Linked DNA regions of Mus musculus: regions 1, 2, 3 and 4 are each linked to region 5. A link is a contact called in public Hi-C, HiChIP or PLAC-seq, Micro-C and promoter capture Hi-C data. All regions are on one chromosome and are shown on one strand. Each heading gives the region's core, a stretch centred on a gene start, on an enhancer-like site or on the middle of the called end of the contact. The rest is flanking DNA. Distances are from core to core; before and after follow the strand shown. Region 1 holds the start of Ces1b (carboxylesterase 1B). Region 2 holds the start of Irx5 (Iroquois homeobox 5). Region 3 holds the start of Lpcat2 (lysophosphatidylcholine acyltransferase 2). Region 4 holds the start of Csnk2a2 (casein kinase 2, alpha prime polypeptide). Region 5 holds the start of Mt2 (metallothionein 2).

Evidence for each region. Promoter capture Hi-C pulls out the DNA fragments that hold promoters and counts their contacts. A called contact is a pair of places that touch in the nucleus more often than the background predicts. HiChIP or PLAC-seq counts read pairs in DNA pulled down with a chosen protein or histone mark.
Region 1: a contact with region 5 is called in a Hi-C map of liver, with 2.5 times the contacts expected there. The contact joins the promoter of Ces1b here to the promoter of Mt2 in region 5. A contact is called at or near these places in 1 of 39 promoter capture datasets (liver) and 1 of 484 Hi-C or Micro-C datasets (liver).
Region 2: a contact with region 5 is called in a Micro-C map of embryonic stem cells, with 9 times the contacts expected there. The contact joins the promoter of Irx5 here to the promoter of Mt2 in region 5. A contact is called at or near these places in 1 of 39 promoter capture datasets (liver) and 1 of 484 Hi-C or Micro-C datasets (embryonic stem cells).
Region 3: an H3K27ac HiChIP or PLAC-seq map of microglia shows a contact between it and region 5, with 5 times the contacts expected there. The contact joins the promoter of Lpcat2 here to the promoter of Mt2 in region 5. A contact is called at or near these places in 1 of 39 promoter capture datasets (embryonic stem cells), 1 of 484 Hi-C or Micro-C datasets (Sertoli cells) and 2 of 115 datasets of contacts at active chromatin or transcription factors (large pre-B cells and microglia).
Region 4: a promoter capture Hi-C map of liver shows a contact between it and region 5, with 2.9 times the contacts expected there. The contact joins the promoter of Csnk2a2 here to the promoter of Mt2 in region 5. A contact is called at or near these places in 2 of 39 promoter capture datasets (liver and pre-B cells).

Annotation. Positions count from the first base shown.
Region 1 is chr8:93,077,253-93,081,235 of GRCm38.p6, forward strand. Ces1b (carboxylesterase 1B) reads right to left here and starts at 2,688. Exons shown (of 13, transcript NM_001381922.1): 1 at 2,613-2,688; 2 at 2,103-2,307. The coding sequence starts at 2,664.
Region 2 is chr8:92,355,587-92,359,480 of GRCm38.p6, forward strand. Irx5 (Iroquois homeobox 5) reads left to right here and starts at 2,210. Exons shown (of 3, transcript NM_018826.2): 1 at 2,210-2,843. The coding sequence starts at 2,598. Crnde (colorectal neoplasia differentially expressed (non-protein coding)) reads right to left here and starts at 534. Exons shown (of 4, transcript NR_110452.1): 1 at 102-534.
Region 3 is chr8:92,853,352-92,857,248 of GRCm38.p6, forward strand. It overlaps Lpcat2 (lysophosphatidylcholine acyltransferase 2), which reads left to right and starts at 1,982. Exons shown (of 14, transcript NM_173014.2): 1 at 1,982-2,274. The coding sequence starts at 2,104. Gm45472 (a long non-coding RNA gene) reads right to left here and starts at 2,067. Exons shown (of 2, transcript XR_003947583.1): 1 at 1,873-2,067; 2 at 1-616. It overlaps Mmp2 (matrix metallopeptidase 2), which reads left to right. Exons shown (of 13, transcript NM_008610.3): 13 at 1-70.
Region 4 is chr8:95,487,406-95,490,940 of GRCm38.p6, forward strand. Csnk2a2 (casein kinase 2, alpha prime polypeptide) reads right to left here and starts at 1,415. Exons shown (of 12, transcript NM_009974.3): 1 at 939-1,415; 2 at 160-271. The coding sequence starts at 1,042.
Region 5 is chr8:94,170,641-94,174,606 of GRCm38.p6, forward strand. It overlaps Mt2 (metallothionein 2), which reads left to right and starts at 1,978. Exons shown (of 3, transcript NM_008630.2): 1 at 1,978-2,235; 2 at 2,487-2,552; 3 at 2,696-2,927. The coding sequence starts at 2,208. The coding sequence ends at 2,787. It overlaps Gm39227 (a long non-coding RNA gene), which reads right to left and starts at 1,015. Exons shown (of 3, transcript XR_879107.2): 1 at 617-1,015.

The DNA.
Region 1 (3,983 bases), core at 1,438-3,937, 1.1 Mb before region 5:
GCATTATATTCATAAAAATATAAATTCATATGTTAAATGCGGATAGAAAAGTTCAAGTTCACTAATGTTTAGAAAAAATGAAGTATAGAAACAAAGTTTCTGTTTATTATTGTTATGGTCTCAGTTTGTTTATCCAGTGCACCATTAAAAATTCATCAAGTAAGCCCAGGCATGGGTAAAAGCCAGGGATAGAAGTTTTTAAGTTTTCATAGGAGAATTGTGCAGAGTTTGGTTTTGTATGGAGATAAATGCCAAAGTTCATTTTTTGACTCAGCAATATTACCTTTGTGAATTTGTCCCAAACTGTTTATGGTTGTATGTAATAAATCCATTAGAATTTTGTTTATAGCCAAGGAAACCAAACTACTTTAATCAACCCAAATAGAAGACTGTGTAAATAAATAATACTTTAGGACCCAATTATGCACAGTTAATAAATATTAACAGTATATGTATATGTAAATGTACATATATGTATATATAGTCTTATATTCATCATATTATTTATTATATTAATCATTATATACAATTAATATTATATTATAATATAAAATATATTTTCAATATGGCATGAAAGGATGCTGATGCATATGAATGTGCCAGGCTGCCACCGATACACTCTCTATTTTTCATCTCTGTTTAATGGAGGGTTTACAGAGAAAAATGTCTTGAAAGCATGATCTCAATTGTTAATAGCAGTTCTCTCTGAGCTGTCGAATTGTACATGATTTTAACTCTATTTCACTTCCATGTAAGTGTGTATGTCTGTGTGTGTGTGAGTGTGTGTGTGTGTGTTTAACTTTTTGTGATAGTAAGTGTCTGACTTTGCAAGCAAAATGTAAATGAAGTACATAGCACTTAGCACTTATTAGTTGTAGACAAAAGGCATGAAATGGTGAGAAGATAGCCAAGTATAGAATCCTGGAAACTCCCAGAGGAACCTTGAGGAGGACACAAATGCTCTCTGATCTGACATTTGTATGTTTTTGAGGTTCTCTGAGGTGGCCATGAGGCCATCTGGAATTCTTGGGCTTGTTCACTCAGTTGCCAGGAGTGATGTGATACAACCTTGGTAATTGCTTGTGAATAAGTAGCTAGGTAGATCTGGGCTGAGTAATTGCTGTCATCTTTTCTATTCTACTCACCCACAAGTCCACACCCACCGCACTCCTAAGCAACACTAAAGTTCAAATCACAATGATATAGCATCTTACTTCTCATCTCCCTCACCTGATCAATTACTGTTTTCCAAAGCATTTAGGATGTTCTAGTATATTGCATGATTGATGTACTAATCTACAGACTTCTTATATTCTCTTTCCAGCCAATAGGATAAAAGATTTAGCAACTTGCTTCCCTTCATGTTTCCTAAAAACCCAGAACAGTACTGGTTCACCACAGGTACTCAGTACATTTGTGCTAAATAAAGGGTTTGGAAAACTACGAAAGTTCTTAGTATCTAGACCATATTTAAGGACTCATGATGCTCTCAGGAATGCCAATAATTGCTGTTAATATAGCTAGTCAGAGGATTGCCTTGTCTCCATCTTGGATCACCGTGAGATAGGTATACCTATCTCATATACCCCCTTTTGATCTGCTGTTATAATGCTAAGTACTGGTTCTGGTTAACTCAGGGAAGGGGAAACTCTCATATACACCAATTTATCCTTGATTAGTCAATAGAGCTGCCTACAGCCTATAACTGGGAAGAGGAGAGGTAGAAAAAGTTTCAGCTCTTGGCCTTGGGGTTTGAGGCAGGACCACCAGAGGAAGGAGTGAAGGTAAAGAGAGGATAAGACACCATTGGGTAGGAGAATCATGAAAATGTGGCCATAAGGGCTGGCCAATTGGTATAAGAGCAGCCCAGGTGGAATATGGCAAATTATATCTCATGGTTATTGATAGGGAAGTAGACAAAATAGCTTAGAGATTAGATATCTACCCATTTATAGTGGTTTAAAGTCTTACTATAAATATAAAAGTTTTATGTCTTTTATCTGGGAGCTAAATGATCCAAGGCATGGTAGAAAGCCCCAATTCACTTTACATACTTACCATAACACATGTCCACTGAAACAATCCCCACCCTTGTAACTTACATAGGAGGATAGGAGGTGGCATTCTTCACAAAGCTCCAGGGCTCTGCAGGCTCTGGTGGAGCAAACCTCAGGGATCCAAGAGGGGGCTTGGCAAAGGGGACTCCCAGGAAAACTGCCACAGGGTGTTCAAATCCTTCTAAGCTGGTGTACTTTCCCAGGATTTTGCCTTGGGTGGTGTCCACTACCGGTGATGAGGGTGAGTGTCCTGATATTGGAGAAAACATGAGGAAACATCAGAGATGATGGTCAAACCTGGATTCATGGTTGGTTTAGTGACTTTTAGGCTTGCATCATTGATAGTCACTTGAACTTCTAAGGTCTCTTTTCCTCCCAACATTAAAGAGAGGGCCAACTAAAAAGTAATCTGTTTGGAGGTATAAATGTCGCCCATCTAAGCCCGTACAAGGGTCAGTGAACTGTTTTGTGCTTGCTCTGTATACATTTCACCCACTTCATCAAGGACAGGTTTCCAAATGTACAACCCAATGTTTGTAATCCAGAAGAACTTACCCCATATTGGGCAAAGAGCAAGAGAAGCCCAGACCAGAGCATGGAGCCACATGGTAGAAGGAAGGACAGGAACTCTAGGAGACAGGGAGGTGTCTGCAGCTCAAATAGAGAGCCTCTTTGCTGTGGACCCACCTCTAGACCAATTAGCATAATTACATAAAGCTCCCCCTCTCCAAAGAGCTCCCAAGGTATTTGTTAGGACCTCCAAGCCACACCCACTACGAGTTTACTCTTCTTTTTCTTTAAAGACACTACCCACTCTCTGATATCAAGCCAACCTCTTATGCAAACACTTCTAACTGAAAAGCTCAGTGCACCTTGAACTTCTCAAGGCAGGTACCAGCAAGCAGATGCATGCAGTCAGGAAGAAGTCCCCAGTGTTGCTCGGCTGGGAACATTGCACACTTCCCAGCTGCCATGCATCTATTTCCTAGAAGAGATGGTCTCAAGTTTGGAAGTTTTCTAATCTCACTCTTCAGCCAGTGTTGTTTTCTGATGTTGACTATTCCTGCCAGGTAACCTGAAGCACCAGTGTATACCTCTGTTAATGATCTCACTGCTTTTGGATCAGGGCTGCTTAGCCACAATGTTTGTATTAGTTACTTCTGCTTGCTGTGATGAAACACGAAGAGCAAAGACATCATAAGGAGGAGAAAGTGTCCGGAGGGAGAAGAGTCCATAATGGCAGCGCAAAAGCATGGTGACGTGTAGCAAGCCTGATCATAATACTTAAATGTAAGCTCACAGTAGAGAGTGAACTAGAAATGATGAGAGACTTTAAATTCTCTAAGCCTACCTCCACTGACATACTTCCTCTAAGAAGTCTATATCTTCTAAATATCTCCAAACAGCACCACTAACTGGGGATCAAGTGAAAGCCCAAGACTATGGGAACAGTCCTCATTCAAACACAACATTGTCCTTAAGTCAAATAAACTTTGTGAACCACAATCCTTTGTCTAATCATCCACATATGCATCTATCTATGAATTCTTTCTTTCTTGGAGATTTTATTTACTTTTTGTGCATTTGACTGCGTATATATCTATGCAGCATGTGTATACAATGCCCGCAATGGCCAGAAGAGGGAGGTCTTCAAGACACCAGGAAATGGAGTTATAGATTGTGAACCAATGTATGGGTTCTAGAAACTGAACATATGTCCTCTAGAAAAGCAGCCATTGCTCTTAATGGCTGAGACACATCTATAGCCCTTATCTATGAATTATTTAAAATGTCCAAAATGTTTTGCATTAGCACCACTTGAATGTACCTAGATAAAGCAAAATAAAAGAGAATATGTACTGTTTGATTTCTGATTTCACTATGTGGTGTTGTTCCTGTTTCTTAACCCCAGCAGCCCAGGAGCCT
Region 2 (3,894 bases), core at 960-3,459, 1.8 Mb before region 5:
AAGATGGGGAGGGGGAGACAGAAACAGTCAAGTCGCCCAAGTGGCAGGATTATGTAATGAGGATGTCTGCGTGACAGACTTGGGCTCTCGGTGGCACAAACCTCCTTGGCTCGCTTTCAGAAGTCTTCGTCCTGGACCAGAGCCGAGACACTGATGCCGGGGACACGCGTGGGCCAGGGAGACACGCCCACGCGCGCCTGCCCGCACTCAGACCGCGGGGCCCTGCTGCGTCCACCGCCATCGGCTTGGTGCGCGGCTCTGCGCGGGCCGCGGACGCTCCCTCGTGGCAGGCCGCGCCGACCGTTAGCCGGGCTGAGCGGGCGGAGCCGGGGGGCGGTGCGGACGCGGGAGGCGGGGACCCGCGCGTCGGGGCGGGGACGCTCCCTGAAGAGCTCCGGCCTACCCCGAACCCGGAATGGTCAGCCCGAGAGGCAGCCTCAGGCCGCCGCACGCTCTCCAGGGCTCCGGTTTCGCGTGCCGATCAGTCTAGCTCGCAGCCGCCCGCTTCAGCAGCCGACCGCTTCTGGTCTCCATGACAATACGCAGCCAAAGACCCTCCCAGCCACGCCCCCTGGCGCTGGAACTCCGAGGGAAGCGGATTACGTCATCCAGAGGAGGGGCTAATGGAGACCAACGCCCAATCAGAGGCGAAGCTGTGTAGGGGAAGGGCGGGGTAGGCCTAGAGGTTCTTGGAGAATGTAGTCCGCGGGGTCCAACCTCTCGGGGGCGGAACCTGTATCCTGAGTGCTAAGTGAGGGGGCAGTCTGCGCGCGTGCGTGAATGCGCGCCGCGGTGCGGGTCCCTGTGCGATCCGCGTGGGGTTAGTGTTTGCCACGGCCCCAACCGAGCAAACTGCTTGCTGGCTAGTGAGAATCATTACAGGAAACTTTGTGTATTGTTACGCTCCAGCCTGCGCGTGGCTGGGTTGTGAAAGGCCACAAAATGCTTGATGTGTGGTGTGTGCACTCTGCCGCCGGCGGTCCTGGTTTACCAGCGCCCCTGTCTGTCCCAAAGCTTCAGTGCGTTTGTAATTTGCGGCGGCGGGAGGTGGAGACCAGGGACTAGGGTCTGTTTTGCCTTCTCACTGTGTGGCCGTGGGGGGTTTGGGGAGGGGGTGTTCCGAGAACTCTGCCTGGGACTCTGTGGTGTGTGTTTGCCGGGCCAGCGCCTCGCTGAACAAACAGCGGTTGGGTTGGACACTGTTCACTGCCCAGTGTTTGCAGTGGAACTGGGGCGGGGGCGAGCGAGGGTGGAAGGCGACTTAGTGGAACAAAAGGGGCGAGACCCCACACCCTCCGGCTCCACAGACCTGACGGGGCAAGCTGCTCGTGGCTAGACATGAGAAGCAGGCATCGCTACTTGGGATGGCAAGGGGCCGGGGGCGTCTGGGGGACCGACTCGGGTAGAACAGCTTCTCCGTCGGGCACTTCTTGCCCACTGCCTTCCTCGTTCCAGAGAAAAGTCACACCCCCAGCCAGAGACCCCAGAGTCTCCTCTCTAGCCTCTTCTCGTCGTCTGCCAGGGATGGGTGGAAGGAAGGGCTAGCGGGGCCCCTTCTACTTAGGCCTGGCTCTTGCCCACCTGCTGCAGTTGCTGGCGCAGAAAGGCGGTCATCTCGGCCTCGCTGTGCCCTGAGCGCCGGCATCCATCGACTCTCCCTGGGATCTGAATTCCAGGTCTCCAGCTCAACCTAGAGACCTCCGGCAGGAGGGAGAAGCCACTGTGGAGCGTGGAGGGAGAAAAACCACCTCCCAGCCCAGCTCTCGGGAGAACAAGACGTCCGCCAACTTCGCTATTCGCACTGGCGAGGAGGGCGCAGAGCGTTCTCCCGAGCGCAGCCCGCTGCATCTTTCCCTTTGTGTTCCCGAACGGCCCGAGCCAAGACTAAGGCCAGTTGTACGTCGAGATTGCCGCTCCGCCCAGAGTTAGCAAAAGGAGAGCAAAGTTGGAAGCGATCGGCGCGCTTGGGATGTGATTGTCATCCTGGGGCCGGCGCTCGAGAGTCTGAGAAAGAGAGAAGGAGAGGAAGAGTCGGGAGGGAGGAGGGGGAGGCCGGGCAGAGGAGGAGAGGGGGGTGGCGGAGGAGAGGCGGGCGCTAGGGAGGGGCGAGGGGAGCGCCAGTGAGCGGGAGAGGAGCCGGGGAGGAACAGGGAGAGGGCGAGACGCGCCTGGCGGCCGGGTTGGCTGCCGCCGGCCAGAGGCTCCTGCCAGTCCCCCCACCGACTACACCCCGGGAAGGAGGAGCTTCGCGCGCACACAAGGCGTCAGAATCCTCAATTTCCAACTTAGCATCTTGGCAGGACCTTTGCAAAGCCAAAAGCAGAGCCCCCCGGTGCAAAGAGCGAGGGAGGGGGGTGGGGGGAGAGAAAGCCTAGCCCGGGCAAGCGGGGCGCGCAGAGGAGCGGGCGCGGCGGTCGCAGCCAGAGGCGCGCGGGAAGCCAACCAGGAGGCGCCGCGGGCCGGAGCCCGGGAGCCGGGGCTCGAAGAGCTGCGGCCCGGGGCAGCCAGAAGCCAGGTGCCCTCTCGCTCGCCCTCGCAGGGCGCCGCCCGGCTCGTTGGCCGCCGCGGCGCGGCGCGCCCCATGCCCGTGTGTGGCCATGTCCTACCCGCAGGGCTACTTGTACCAGCCGTCCGCCTCGCTGGCGCTCTACTCGTGCCCCGCATACAGCACCAGCGTCATTTCGGGGCCCCGCACGGATGAGCTCGGCCGCTCTTCTTCGGGCTCCGCGTTCTCGCCCTACGCTGGCTCCACTGCCTTCACGGCTCCCTCGCCCGGCTACAACTCGCACCTCCAGTACGGCGCCGACCCCGCGGCTGCGGCCGCCGCTGCCTTCTCTTACGTGGTGAGTGTGAGCTGGGTCCGAGGCGGGCGGGCGGGCGGGCGAGCGAGCGGGCAGCCGGGGCCAGGCCTGCAGAGCCCGGTTGCGGTGGACACGGGCCTAGGCGCCACCTCACCCGCCAAGCTTCGCGGCCCTTGCAAACTTGAGCAATTGTCTAATTCAGCTTCACTCGAGCCGCGGGCTCCGGAGTGGCTCTGGCGAAAGCCGCGTCTTGCTGGGATCGCCGAGCTGAAGGGAAGGCTTTGGGGCGCGGGGAGGGGGGGGGATTGATTGGTCTTTACTATAAAGAACGGCATTTGGCTCAAAGCTCTGGGACAACCCGCAAATTTCTTCTTCTTCTTCCTCCTCTTTCTTTTGGTTTTGCCATGTTGGAAAAAGTAGTTCAAAAGAAGCCGACCGGAATTCCAAACAGTAGTAGTGTGCTAAATCTATGTAAATGTGTTTGGCCTCGCCTTTAATTAATCCCCAAAATGTTGCAAATCCGTAATCCTATCTTCGCAATCCGATTTGGAAGTATTAAATTTCTGAAACGGCCAGCGAGATGCGGTGTATCCGGGTTTTTACGGCGGGGTGTGATTTCTGGAAAAGCGCAACGGCTTCGGTTAGGGATAGCATTTTTAGACCGTCGGTGTGCAAGCTAAGGCTCAGCTTGTCTATCGCATTTCTTTGAAGATTAAAGAAAGAGCCTTTCCTTCCCTTGTTGTACCCCTTGCGCCCAACATGCGGCCGCTCTGGAGCAGAGCTCTGAGTTGTTGCTGAGGCTGCTCAGGCCTCTAAGAGAACCGTGGGCCCTTCCGCAGAGGCCAGATCTGAGACCTGGGCACCGAGGTCCCCCAGCAGATGGTGGCCTCCAAGGTGGTGTGCTAAACCCTGAACAGCCTCAGGGGTCCCGAAGGGCCAGAATCAGAATTGGGGGGCCCTGCTGCCTTCTGAGGAGGGGGAAGGTGGTCACTCTTGCGTTTAAACCAGCCAGCTCTGCCTCAGGGGAAGCTGGAGTGCGGGCCCGCGCTGGCACTCAAAACCAAGGACAGAGGGAAAGTGGGTTTCAGTCTTT
Region 3 (3,897 bases), core at 732-3,231, 1.3 Mb before region 5:
CTTCTCCCTTTAACAGTTCCCCATGGGAAATGGCAAACAAGTATAAATAAAGACACCCATTGAGTGACAGTGTTTGGCTCTGTTTTAGCAGTTCACAGCGGCCAGCGGTGGGGGTAGTGGGGGTGTGCTTAAAAAAACAAATCTCTGCTCAATGTAAGGCACAGAGGATGCATGCTGGAAAGGTCAGAGGTGCTAAACTAAGAACTCCAGAGTGAGTAGGCTTATGTGCCTGATCTACACTGGGAAAAGCCTAGACACAGAGGTCGTTTTGGTCTTCTTGAGGAAGAACTGGGACGCACGCAGCAGCAATTCCCTTGCTGTAGGTATGGGGTCTGTTGGAGGTTTACTTTCCCTTTAACCATTTGTTTCTTTTACACTGAGAGCGGATCCTAACGATTGCGTCAATCACGTCTCTTCTGTGGGTCCGGTTCCTCATCCCCGGTGGGAGCCAGCTGCTTTTGCCTTTTCCAAATAGCAGTTCAGTTTCCGAGAAAGACAGCCCCAGCAGCCACACCTGCTCCTCTTCTAAGAGCCATTAAAGGATCACCTGGACAGACTTCCCGAGGAGAGGCAGCAGGGCCCAGAGGAAAGTGGTTGGTCGGGATCAGAGAGTCGGCTGTTAGAAACAAAATTTGAGCTGGGGCCAAATGATGAAGAACATAAACCCAGAGTTGCCGCAGCTGCCACCACAGACCGCAGACAGCAGCAGCAGCAGCTTCCGTCACCCCTAAAACCTCCCCAAGGAAACACATTTTGAGGGGATGATGTGCCTGCTTTCTAAACATAGCCACAATAAATGTGGGAGCTTCTTCTACCTCTAGTCCTCCCCCTCCCCCGACCTCCCATGTAGTGATTTGTCAATGAATTCCAAAAGCTACTGTGTGTGTGTTTCAGAAGTCTCTGCTAGATCGGATAGGTTGGGAGTCTATCACTTTGGGTCTTCCCTGGTAGGACTAGAGGTAGTGGAGTGAGGAATAGACCCTATTCCTGGGAGAGATCTCAGTGGGCCCGAAATCACCTTTTTTCCTGTGTCTCGCCTACTAGTTCTGATTCTTGAAGCTCCTTCTTGCAAGACACAGGCTATTCCAAGAGTCTCTAGGCAGAGACCTATCGCTGTTTTTAAGATTCTCTGTTACACATCCAGAGGGAATTCAGTTGTTCCCCACTTTACCATCTCCTCAGTGCTTTGCTCTGTGCATTACACTGCGTTATTTCATCCTTACTGTACAGCCCTGTGAGGTAGCAGTTACCCTCTCACTCCTAGAGGAGGCAACTAACTCAGAGAAGTTCAAGTCAGTAGCCCAAGACTCACAACTACCTGATGCAGCAGGAAGATTTGGGGATATCATAGTGGCTAAATTTGGACACGCAGCTGTCTTAGAGCCTGGATGGTACGTCTCATTCTCCCTGTCCTCCACTGCCTGCTGGGAGGAGAGGTAGCCAGGGATGACTGGTTCACTGTCTCTCCATTCTTCAACTGCAGCTAGGCAGAGTTCTACCAACTAGCAAATGACCAAGGCCCTGGGCAACCCTGGACTCTCCCTACCCTCTCCTACAGGTTCAGACAGCCTCATACTTCCTCAGTGTGTCGTCAAACATTTCCCTTTTCTGGGTCAGGTTCCTCATCTACAGTAGAAGCCAGTTGCTTTTGCCTTTTCTATACAAATAATTACTGTGAAAGACAGCCATCTCCATGTTAATCTAGGTTTTGAGTGGGATGTTGTCTGCTCCTGCTGCTAATTACTGTTTTAGCTCGCTTTCTTTCTAACCTACAAACACCCCCAAATGAAATAGGTTTACCCAGGAAACGAAACACGCCGGAAATCGAGCACAGATAAACAAAACCCACCCTGGATTTATAAGTTTACTTACTAGATTGGGATCCAAGAGGTGTGTTCCAAAAGCAGGTTCCTAGGGGGCGGGGCCAGAGCCCGGGGTGCGTCCCGGAGGGCGGGGCAGCTAGTGGCTAGGTGACTCTGGCGCCTGCGCAGAAGCCGGGAGCGGCGCCTGGGGCTGGGAGTCTCTGGTTCTGAGGTTGGGACTGTGAATTCGGCCGCTCTCTTCGGGTCCCCGCTTTGCTCGGGTCGGGCACCTGGATCCATCATGAACCGATGCGCCGAGGCGGCCGCTGTGGCGGCTACGGTCCCGGGTTCGGGCGTCGGGGACGCCGGGCTGCGGCCACCCATGGTACCTCGCCAGGCGTCCTTCTTCCCGCCGCCGGTGCCCAACCCCTTCGTCCAGCAGACTACGATCAGTGCCTCCCGAAGGCTGCAGGTAAAGGCAAGGCGCGCGCTCAGGTTAAGGCAATGTGGTGCGATGGAGGAGGCTCGGGGTGAGGGCATCTGGTCGGAGGAGGATCAGTCTTGAGGGGATCAGGACTTGAGAGGTATTTGAGGGAATAGCTGGTCTGATGGAGGAGGCGTCTGAGAGGATCGCGAATCCGAAGAGTGTCAGAGGAGATCACAGTGGGTGTGACTAGGAGTTTGCCTGAAGAATTGGAAATCTGACGGGGGAGGCATCTGAGTAGATAGTCTGAAGGGGGAGGCTGGCTGAGTGTGGAGTCTGGTAAGGGAAAGGATCTGCGGAAGAAAGATCTGTGGATCCGGATCCGACTGGAAAGGGTCATGATGGCCAAACAGGAGGATGTGAGAAGTGAGGACACTGGGGGATGGGATGACCCAAGGTACACAAAAGTGAGAAGATGCAGAGAAGGTATGCCTGAGAAGGGGCGGGATGGGGTAGGAGCTTTGGCTCGAGTTTGTGGAAGCAGCGGGTTGAGAGCTACCATATGAGAGAGGGTTTCATGGTACTCTCTTTTATATGCCTTCTGTAAAAAGGGGAGCCAGTTAGAGCCGAGGAGAGTAAGAGAGGAGGCAGAGATCCCTGCTCTGTCCTTGGAACCATAGGGAAGGCTCTAGTGACAAACTGCCCAGGAACAGCCAGGCTGTGAGTCGGAAGCAAAGCAAAGAGAAATCTGGGAGACCCATGAAGGCATTTGAGAGTGTTTTTGAGTGGGCTTTTACACAGCATCTTTTCTAGATTCAAAGATGACATGAGACATAGCTGTTAGAAATGGCCACAAAGGAAGTTGTCTTTATCTCGGAAAAGACAGCTTTTTGGCATCAGTGAGTTCACTTTTTGACTTCCTCTTTGATGAGGTTAGTGACTTGAGAAAGAGAAAGATGGGTGAAAACAGCGGTTGTCTTGTCTGCAGGGGGAGAAGGGTTAATGTCTCCCTGTACGTCTCAGAATTTTTGCGATTTTGCACTGAAGTAGTATTTAGCATTGTTTCTATATACAGCTTTAAGATTTGTGACCCCTCTGGAGGAAGCATGTTAAGCACAGAGCTCTGTGTGTGTGTGTGTGTGTGTGTGTTGGGAGCAGGGTTGGTGGTAGAGGGTGGTGGTTAGAGTTAACGACGGGGATCTGGTTGAAGATAGGTATGAGAGAGGAAGATAAAAGATGTGGAGACACTAAGTTTACAGAGTTCCTCTTTATGCTTTGAATCACTTGCAGTACTTATAAGCACATATGTTATTCTTCAAGATAACTCTAGACAAATGAGTTATATTTAAGTGAAAATGTACCCTGGCTATTTGGGTTCAGAGTTTGGAGGGAGGCTCAAAGCAGCATATTTAAATATTTTTATTGTACTTTGATTATTAGTTTTCTTAATCACCTAAAAAGAGCTTTTTCTAAAAACTTCATGAAAACCACATATAATGCAAAGCATACTGGTCACTTATTTGCAGATTCTGTGAATTTGGCCTAGTCACTTAACCTCCTTTATCTATTATATTTTCTCATCTTATAAATTGAAATAATTCTTCAAAGGAGAGTTAAATGAGATAATATGTGGCATAATGTACTCTGGTTTGCCAATCTTAATATTGATAA
Region 4 (3,535 bases), core at 165-2,664, 1.3 Mb after region 5:
CCTGACCTACCAAACTCAGAATTAAGACCAGCCCGCACATTTTCTCAAAAGTTCACAAGGAAAAGCATGGTAGGAGTCCTGTAGGAGATGCTTATTCTGGGATAGCTGGTTCTTTTGCCCTGTGGGGGGAAAGGTTACATGCCACCGTTGGCCACTCACCTTGAGAATTTTTACAACCACCCTCTCATTGTTGGTGATGTTAATGGCCTCAAATACTTCACTATACTTGCCCCGACCAAGTTTTCGAACCAGTTGGTAATCATCTTGATTACTGTGAAAGGCAAGAGATATACATAAATGCCAGGATTTGGGATTAAGCAAGCCTCTGTCCACCACACATCCATCCGCCATCTCCAACTAATCAAGCATTCGGAAGTATTCCTACCATCACACAGCAACTCATTCTCTTAAATGAGAGCCACACAGAAGCTTGGCTCCCTTCACTCTGCAGAGCTCCTAACCTAACTGACTCTTAACAAGAAGAGGAATGGGCAGCTACAAGGCCTCAGGAGCCATTAAGGGGACTAAGGGAAGCATCCCCCCTGGTGGTACTGGGGTGCCCTGCCCGTGGCTCCACGGCACCTGCCTCCCATTTCACACCTTCCAGGGGGCACTGCCCGCTCTAGACAATCTGCCCCTCTTCAAAATGACCCTCCCACCCAGCCTCATTTCAGAAAGTAAAGAGGTAGAGATTTCAACAGCTCAAGAGGACAGCCATGGACTTCCCAACCCATAGGAAGCCCAAAGTCTGAGGAGGAAGGGCCGCCCCCACCCCCGACCCCACGCTTCTCCCCACCGGCGGCTGAGCCGGGGACCGAGGCAGGGCGGACAGGAGAGGCCGGGGACACGTGCGGCCGGGGCCGGGCCTCCCTGCCAGCCCCGAGGCCGAGCGGCCGGCGGGTGCGGTTCGCGCGTGGGGCGGCCGGCGGCGGCTTTACCCCCAGCTCGGGACGTGGGCTTCGTAGTCCCAGTACTCGCGGCTCCTCAGGCTGTTCACCTCGGCGTAGACCCGGGCCCGACTGCCCGCGGCCGGGCCGGGCATGGCGGGCGGGACCGGGGGGCGCCGCGGGGCGCCGAGGGCGGCGGCGGCGCGGCGCGGGGCGCGGGGCGGCAGGCACGGGAAGCGGCGGGCCGCGGGCTGCCCAAGCAAGAGGAGGAGCGCGGCGGCGGCGGCGGGCGTCCGCGCCAGGCCGGGCCCGCGGGGGCGGGCGGACGGACGGACGCTCGGGCCGGGGGGCGCGGAAGGCGCCGGCCGAGCCGGCCCGGGGCCTTCGGCTGCCGGAGGGACGGCGGGGTTCGTGCTCCGCGGAGGCCTCCGCTCGGCTCGCGGCCCCCCAGAGGCGGTGGTGGCGGCAGCGGCAGCCACCGGTCGGGAGAGGGGCAGCGGCAGCGGCGGCGGCGGCGAAGAGGGAGGAGGAGGAGGCGGAGGAAACCCGGAAAAGGGGCCGCACTCGCCAGGAGCGGCCGCCGCCCAGCCCCGGCCCGCCCCGGCCCACAGCGCCCCCTACAGTGCGGGGGGACTATGGCCGGCGCCCGCCCCCTCAGCGAGCTCGCCACCCTCCAAGCAATGTGGCCGGCTGCCTGCCCAACTGCAGGCCACCCCCCAGAAGTCTCTACCTTTGACTGCCGCCGCGCTTAGCATAGTTCCACTGTCCAGTCACCTCGTGTCCACCCACCACGACCTCCCATATTGGCCCTGAGCTGACTTTCTTTGAAACCCAAGAACCCTCCCCTCAAACTGTCCCCCTTCCTCACTCCTCTTCCCACTCTGGACCCCACCCTGCCATCCACAGATCCCTTCCTTCAAGAGGAAAACCAAACTAGTCCTAAAGCTACCCTCGCCTCCCAATTCCCCATCCAGATTCCTCCCTGAGAGCCCACTGAGCCATCCTTTGGGCCACTTGCTTAAACCAGAGCCCACCAGATAGTTTCCCCATAAAGTTAACTGGGTTTTTCCCCCTTTGTATTGAACCTGTAATTTGTGGATCATACTTTGAGAATGTAAATATCCATTTTGTTTGTTTGTTTGTTTGGGAGGAGGGAGAGCTGGGGAGTGAGGACTTCTTGAACAGTCTTCTCTCTCATTGATGTCCTGGGGTCCCCGGCTATCTTGTTTTCCTGTTCATATTCTTTAACAACAAGGATCTCTTCTTCCAGCCCAGGTTGCTCTGACTCTAAACTCCCCCTCTCCCTCCCCCCCACACACTGTTTTCTAGATGAGGCCACGTTTCCTCTTTCTTCACATACCGAACTATCGAGGTTCAAGTCCCGGTTCCATAGTTTGCAAGGAATGCAGATTTGAACCAATGACTCAACGTCTCCGTGCTACAGATTTTGTAGCATCAACCCAGCACCGACTTCACAGAGCTGTACAGAGACTAAGGACTGCTCCATATTAAAACACTACATGTTCCCGCTGTTGTTAAACTCTACACCTTTCCTTCCCTGAGAATAGCGCATGCCCGTCTTTCAGTTTCTTCTTCTCTCTGAGCTTGGCCACGGGGTACCGCTGCCACCCCACAAATGACTGGCTTTCTTTTTCAAATCTCACCTTAGAGGCCACTTTCTCTGAAGTTGATACTTCTCTCAGCGACTCCTCCATGCCCTTCGTAAAACTACAGCTTGGCATGAGTCCTCTCCTGGTTTGCCATCTGTCCCCTCCCTGTGAAAACAATGTGAAGGCATGACTAGGGCTGGGTGATCACCACCAGGTCACTCAGTGTCTGCCGGGCAGGAGGCCTTCAGTCAACACAGTGCTCTTGGCCCACGGTTACCATGCTGGTTACAAAGGGGACCCTGAAGGTCATATTATGCATGGACCAGCTGACTTTCTGTGTGACGCACAGAGAAAGGACACACCACTCATCACATTGCTGTCAAAAAAGCTCAACCTGCATCCAACCAGACACGGCCAAACTGAGGGACAGTTCAGCAAAAAAATCTAGTTCACACTGCTAAAAAATAACAGTGTCACAGCCAAAACAAAACTTGAGGTGCTGCTCTAGAGTAAAGGAGACTGAGAGCGACCCCTGAGGCTGCACACTGTAATCCTACCTGAGGAGTAGACTGTGGGTTCAAGGCCAGCCTGAGCTACATAGTAAGATCTTGTTTTGTTTGTTTACTTTTTTGTGGGGGGATGCAGTCAGGTGTGGTAGTGCATTTTGGTAACCCTGGTACTTGGGAGGTTAAGACAGGCAGATCAGCATGAGTTTGATGCCTGTCTATCTGGACTATGGAGTGAGACCTGTCCAAAATAAAAAATAAAACAAACCATTCAGAAGCCTAGAGAGACAGACACACTATTTCTACTGCCCTTATCATTCAAAAGCAGCAAAGAATATCCAAAATAAATAAATGGGTCAGGCCAGGTGGGGTAGTCCATGACTGTTAGCCTAGCAGTTGGGAGGCTAAGGCAGCAGCATAGCCTAGATTCTGTAATGTGCTTCAGGCCAGTGTGGGTTATGTAGACTCTATTTCAAAAACAAAAGACAACAAAAAAGCAAAAGCAGGAACTGTGTGTGTATGTGTGTGTGTG
Region 5 (3,966 bases), core at 728-3,227:
CAAGAGCAAATGTGGGGCCAAACTCCATCAGGATTTGTCTTTCTGGAAGCTTAGTTTTCCCTCCTCTTTGTGGTGTTTTTTGCTTCGGTGAATGACAGATACCAGGGTGGTGACTTCTTCAAGCTTTTATTTATTTACACATATATTTTTTAAAATGTCATGCTGGGGATTAAACGTAGGGTCTCACATATGCTAAGCAAGCCCTCGACCTTACACTTCATTCCTAGCCCTTATTCGTCTATCTATTTATTGTTAAGACTAACAATAAGTATATACCCAGGTCAGCCTGACTTTCACAATCCTGGCTGGGCCTCTGAGTGCTAAGATTACAAGCCTGGGTCACATCATTCAAACTTGACTTCCTTTTTCATTGTTGCTTGTATTTTTTGTTTGTTTGAGACAGGGTCTCACCTTATAGCCAAAGCTGGACTGGAACTCACTATGTAGACTAGGCTGACCTTGAACTCACAGAAATTTACGTGCCTCTGCCTCTTGAGTGCTCTGATTAAAGGAACTGGCGGATACATCCAGTCTACGACGTACTTCCATTTTCAAAATCTAAGTCCTAGCGGGAAGTGAGAACTGGGCAGGAATAACCGTACCGTGGGTTAGTTACCTCCATGAATTTACGGGACTTGGCCAGCGGTGACTGCCAACAACATCCTGGCTTGAGGCTGGAGTTACAGCAAAGACTGCTCTGGGGTCAGTCTGGAAAGGGAGCACGGGAGCCCAGAAATCAATCCGGTTCAAGTTCATAGCCAGGGCAGCCACAGAAAGTGCCAGGAAGGGAAAGGACACGGTGTTTAATCACACAATCCATGGACAGCCGTGGGCATCCAGTAATGCCTGGAATGAGTCAAGAAGGCATTGCCCCAGTTTTCACTAAGAGCTGCGAGGACAGCCTGTCCTGTTACAACCCACCCACAGCCTCCGTTGAAAGTATCCGAGTCGGCCTGCCGGGAAGCTTCCGGCACCAGTTTCCTGGCTCTGCAGATGACACAGACATTCCAGCTATGACTTCCAGTCTGATTTCAGCAGACTTAAGCAAGTGGGGAAACACCATGTACCTCCAGGGGAAGAAATTTTGGCTGCCATCTCCACCCTTCCCCTCAGCATCCACCCGTGGGTGGAGGTGGGTCGGGTTACGTGGGGCTTTCCATCCGTGTGTTTCAGAACACCACCATCTGGCCCTTCCTACTTGGCAAACACCCTGGCAAAGGGCCCTGGTCCATATCCTCCCAGAATGGACTGCTTTCGTTCTCTTGAATTCCACCTCCAGCAAAGACCCCCACCATTTTTTCCTGTCACTCGCTGCCCTCCCCCCGCCCCCCAAGAGTAAGTCTTAGCACAAGGCTTGTGTCTATGGTCTCTAGTCTCTTGACAACTGGCTGGTGCCTTAGTGGATTCGAACCCTACACTCATCTTGGGCAAGTGACTATGTGACTGCGTCTCCGTTTCCACTTTTCTACGGTGAGAATAATGAACACTCCAACCAGCGTTTGTAAGGAAAAACGACAGCTCTTACGGTGCCCGCAGCACGTGACACGCAGGGGGGCAGGAGTACATCACCAACAGCAGTTAAGCCAGGGGTAGGGCTGGTTTTTGTAACCGGTTCACACTGCCAGCTAAGTTTTCCTGTACGCAGGGTCTCCAAGCCCCGCTTTCACCCAGGTTAGCACACAAGACATGCGCGGAAACTGTGTCCCCGTGGCGTGATCTGGGCGGCCAGAGGTCTCGTCGCTCAGCATCGCCTCTGCACCCGGCCCCTCGGGCCCCGGGGCACCGCAAAGGGCGCGCGCGGGAGCAAGCAGGTGTCCTGGAACCGGTTCCCACCGGATCGCAGACCCTTTGCGCTCAGCTCCTTTGCTCTCAGTCCCTGAGCCCAGAGAAAGGGGGTGTGACTCAGCGCGGGGGGTGGGGGGAGGGCGTGTGCAGGCTCTGTCCCACGAGCAAAAAGAGGGCCGCTTGCAGAATTCGGGTCGTGCGCAGGCCCAGGGGCGTGTGCTGGCCATATCCCTTGAGCCAGAAAAAGGGCGTGTGCAGGCGGCGGGGGCGCGTGCATGGTGCCTTCCACCCGGGCGGAGCTTTTGCGCTCGACCCAATACTCTCCGCTATAAAGGTCGCGCTCCGCGTGCTTCTCTCCATCACGCTCCTAGAACTCTTCAAACCGATCTCTCGTCGATCTTCAACCGCCGCCTCCACTCGCCATGGACCCCAACTGCTCCTGTGCCTCCGGTAAGGGGGACTGCTGACGGGATTTCTGGGAGAGCTAGACAGGCTTTTTGGCCCCTCCTTTAGTAATTACTTTAAGGGTACGACCGGCTACCCCTTCCGAATGAATTCTGAAGCACTCCTGCTCCTTTAAACTAGTCCTTGAGATAGTGGCTCGCCTACCCGGGTGATTTGCCTCACCTTCCTAGGAGAACAGCGTTCAGGTACTCCCGGGTCCCACTCAACCGCGCTCACTGACTGCCTTCTACTTTTAGATGGATCCTGCTCCTGCGCTGGCGCCTGCAAATGCAAACAATGCAAATGTACTTCCTGCAAGAAAAGTAAGTTGGATCTTCTCTGCCATTTCCCCGTCACTCTCCTGGGGTCCCTAGCCCGCCGCGCCGCGCCTTCCCTCCCGGGAGCGTTCAGGTGGTGTGCCTCTGACAAGGTTTCTCGCTCACGTTCAACTCTTCTCTCCCCACAGGCTGCTGCTCCTGCTGCCCCGTGGGCTGTGCGAAGTGCTCCCAGGGCTGCATCTGCAAAGAGGCTTCCGACAAGTGCAGCTGCTGTGCCTGAAGGGGGGCGGAGGGGTCCCCACATCTGTGTAAATAGACCATGTAGAAGCCTAGCCTTTTTTGTACAACCCTGACTCGTTCTCCACAACTTTTTCTATAAAGCATGTAACTGACAATAAAAGCCGTTGACTTGATTAATTCAGCTTGTCTCTGTGCATTGGTTAAGGGCTGGCAGAGGCGTTGAGATGGGACTGCAGCAGCTGAATTTGAGCTAGTCGGATTATATTTCTCTGGACTTTGACCGCCTAGAAAGTGGTCATGCAGAAGCATGCATTGGTCACAGAAATGGGCCATTCCTACTGGGCGTGTGTGTGTGTGTGTGTGTGTGTGTGTGTGTGTGTGTGTGTGTGTGTGTATTGGGGATTAAACCGAAAGCTTCCTGCTTACTAAACCCAGGTGCTCTAATGCGCCACATCCCTACCCCTAATTATTTTCGGTTTTTAGGCTTAAAGTATGAAATACCTGTAAATAAAAATGGGAGTGAGTCAGATATGACGTCTCCCACGAGTAATAACCCCAACACTTGAGAGCCTGAGGCAGAAGGACCACTAACTCTGAAGCCAGCTTGGTCTCAAATTTTGGTGACCTTTGGTTTTGAGGCCAGATCTTAACTGTGTAACCTAAGCTGTCCTTGAGCTTCTGCCTTAGACTTATAAATTCTGGGCTTACAGACTAAAATCCATTTTTAAAAATTCAGTAACATGGGCTGGCAAGGTGGCTCGGGTTAAGAGCGCTGGCTGCTCTTCCAGAAGTCATGAGGTCAATTCCCAGAAACCACATGGTGGTTCACAACCTTCCATAATGAGATCTGACGCCCTCTTCTGGTGTGTCTGAAGTCAGCTACAGTGTACTTAAAATAATAAATCTTAGCCGGGCGTGGTGGCGCACACCTTTAATCCCAGCACTCCGAAGGCAGAGGCAGGTGGATTTCTGAGTTCGAGGCCAGTCTGGCCTACAAAGTGAGTTCCAGGACAGCTAGGGCTGCACAGAGAAACCCTGTCTCGAAAAACAAAAACAACAAAAATAAATCTTTGGGCTGGAGCAAGGGAGGGAGGGGGTGAGTGAGTGAGTGGGGCAACCAGAGAGCGCAGAGGTCCTAAATTCAATTCCCAGCAACCATATGAAGGCTCACAACCATCTGTACAGCTACGGTGTACTCATACATAAACTATTTTTTAAA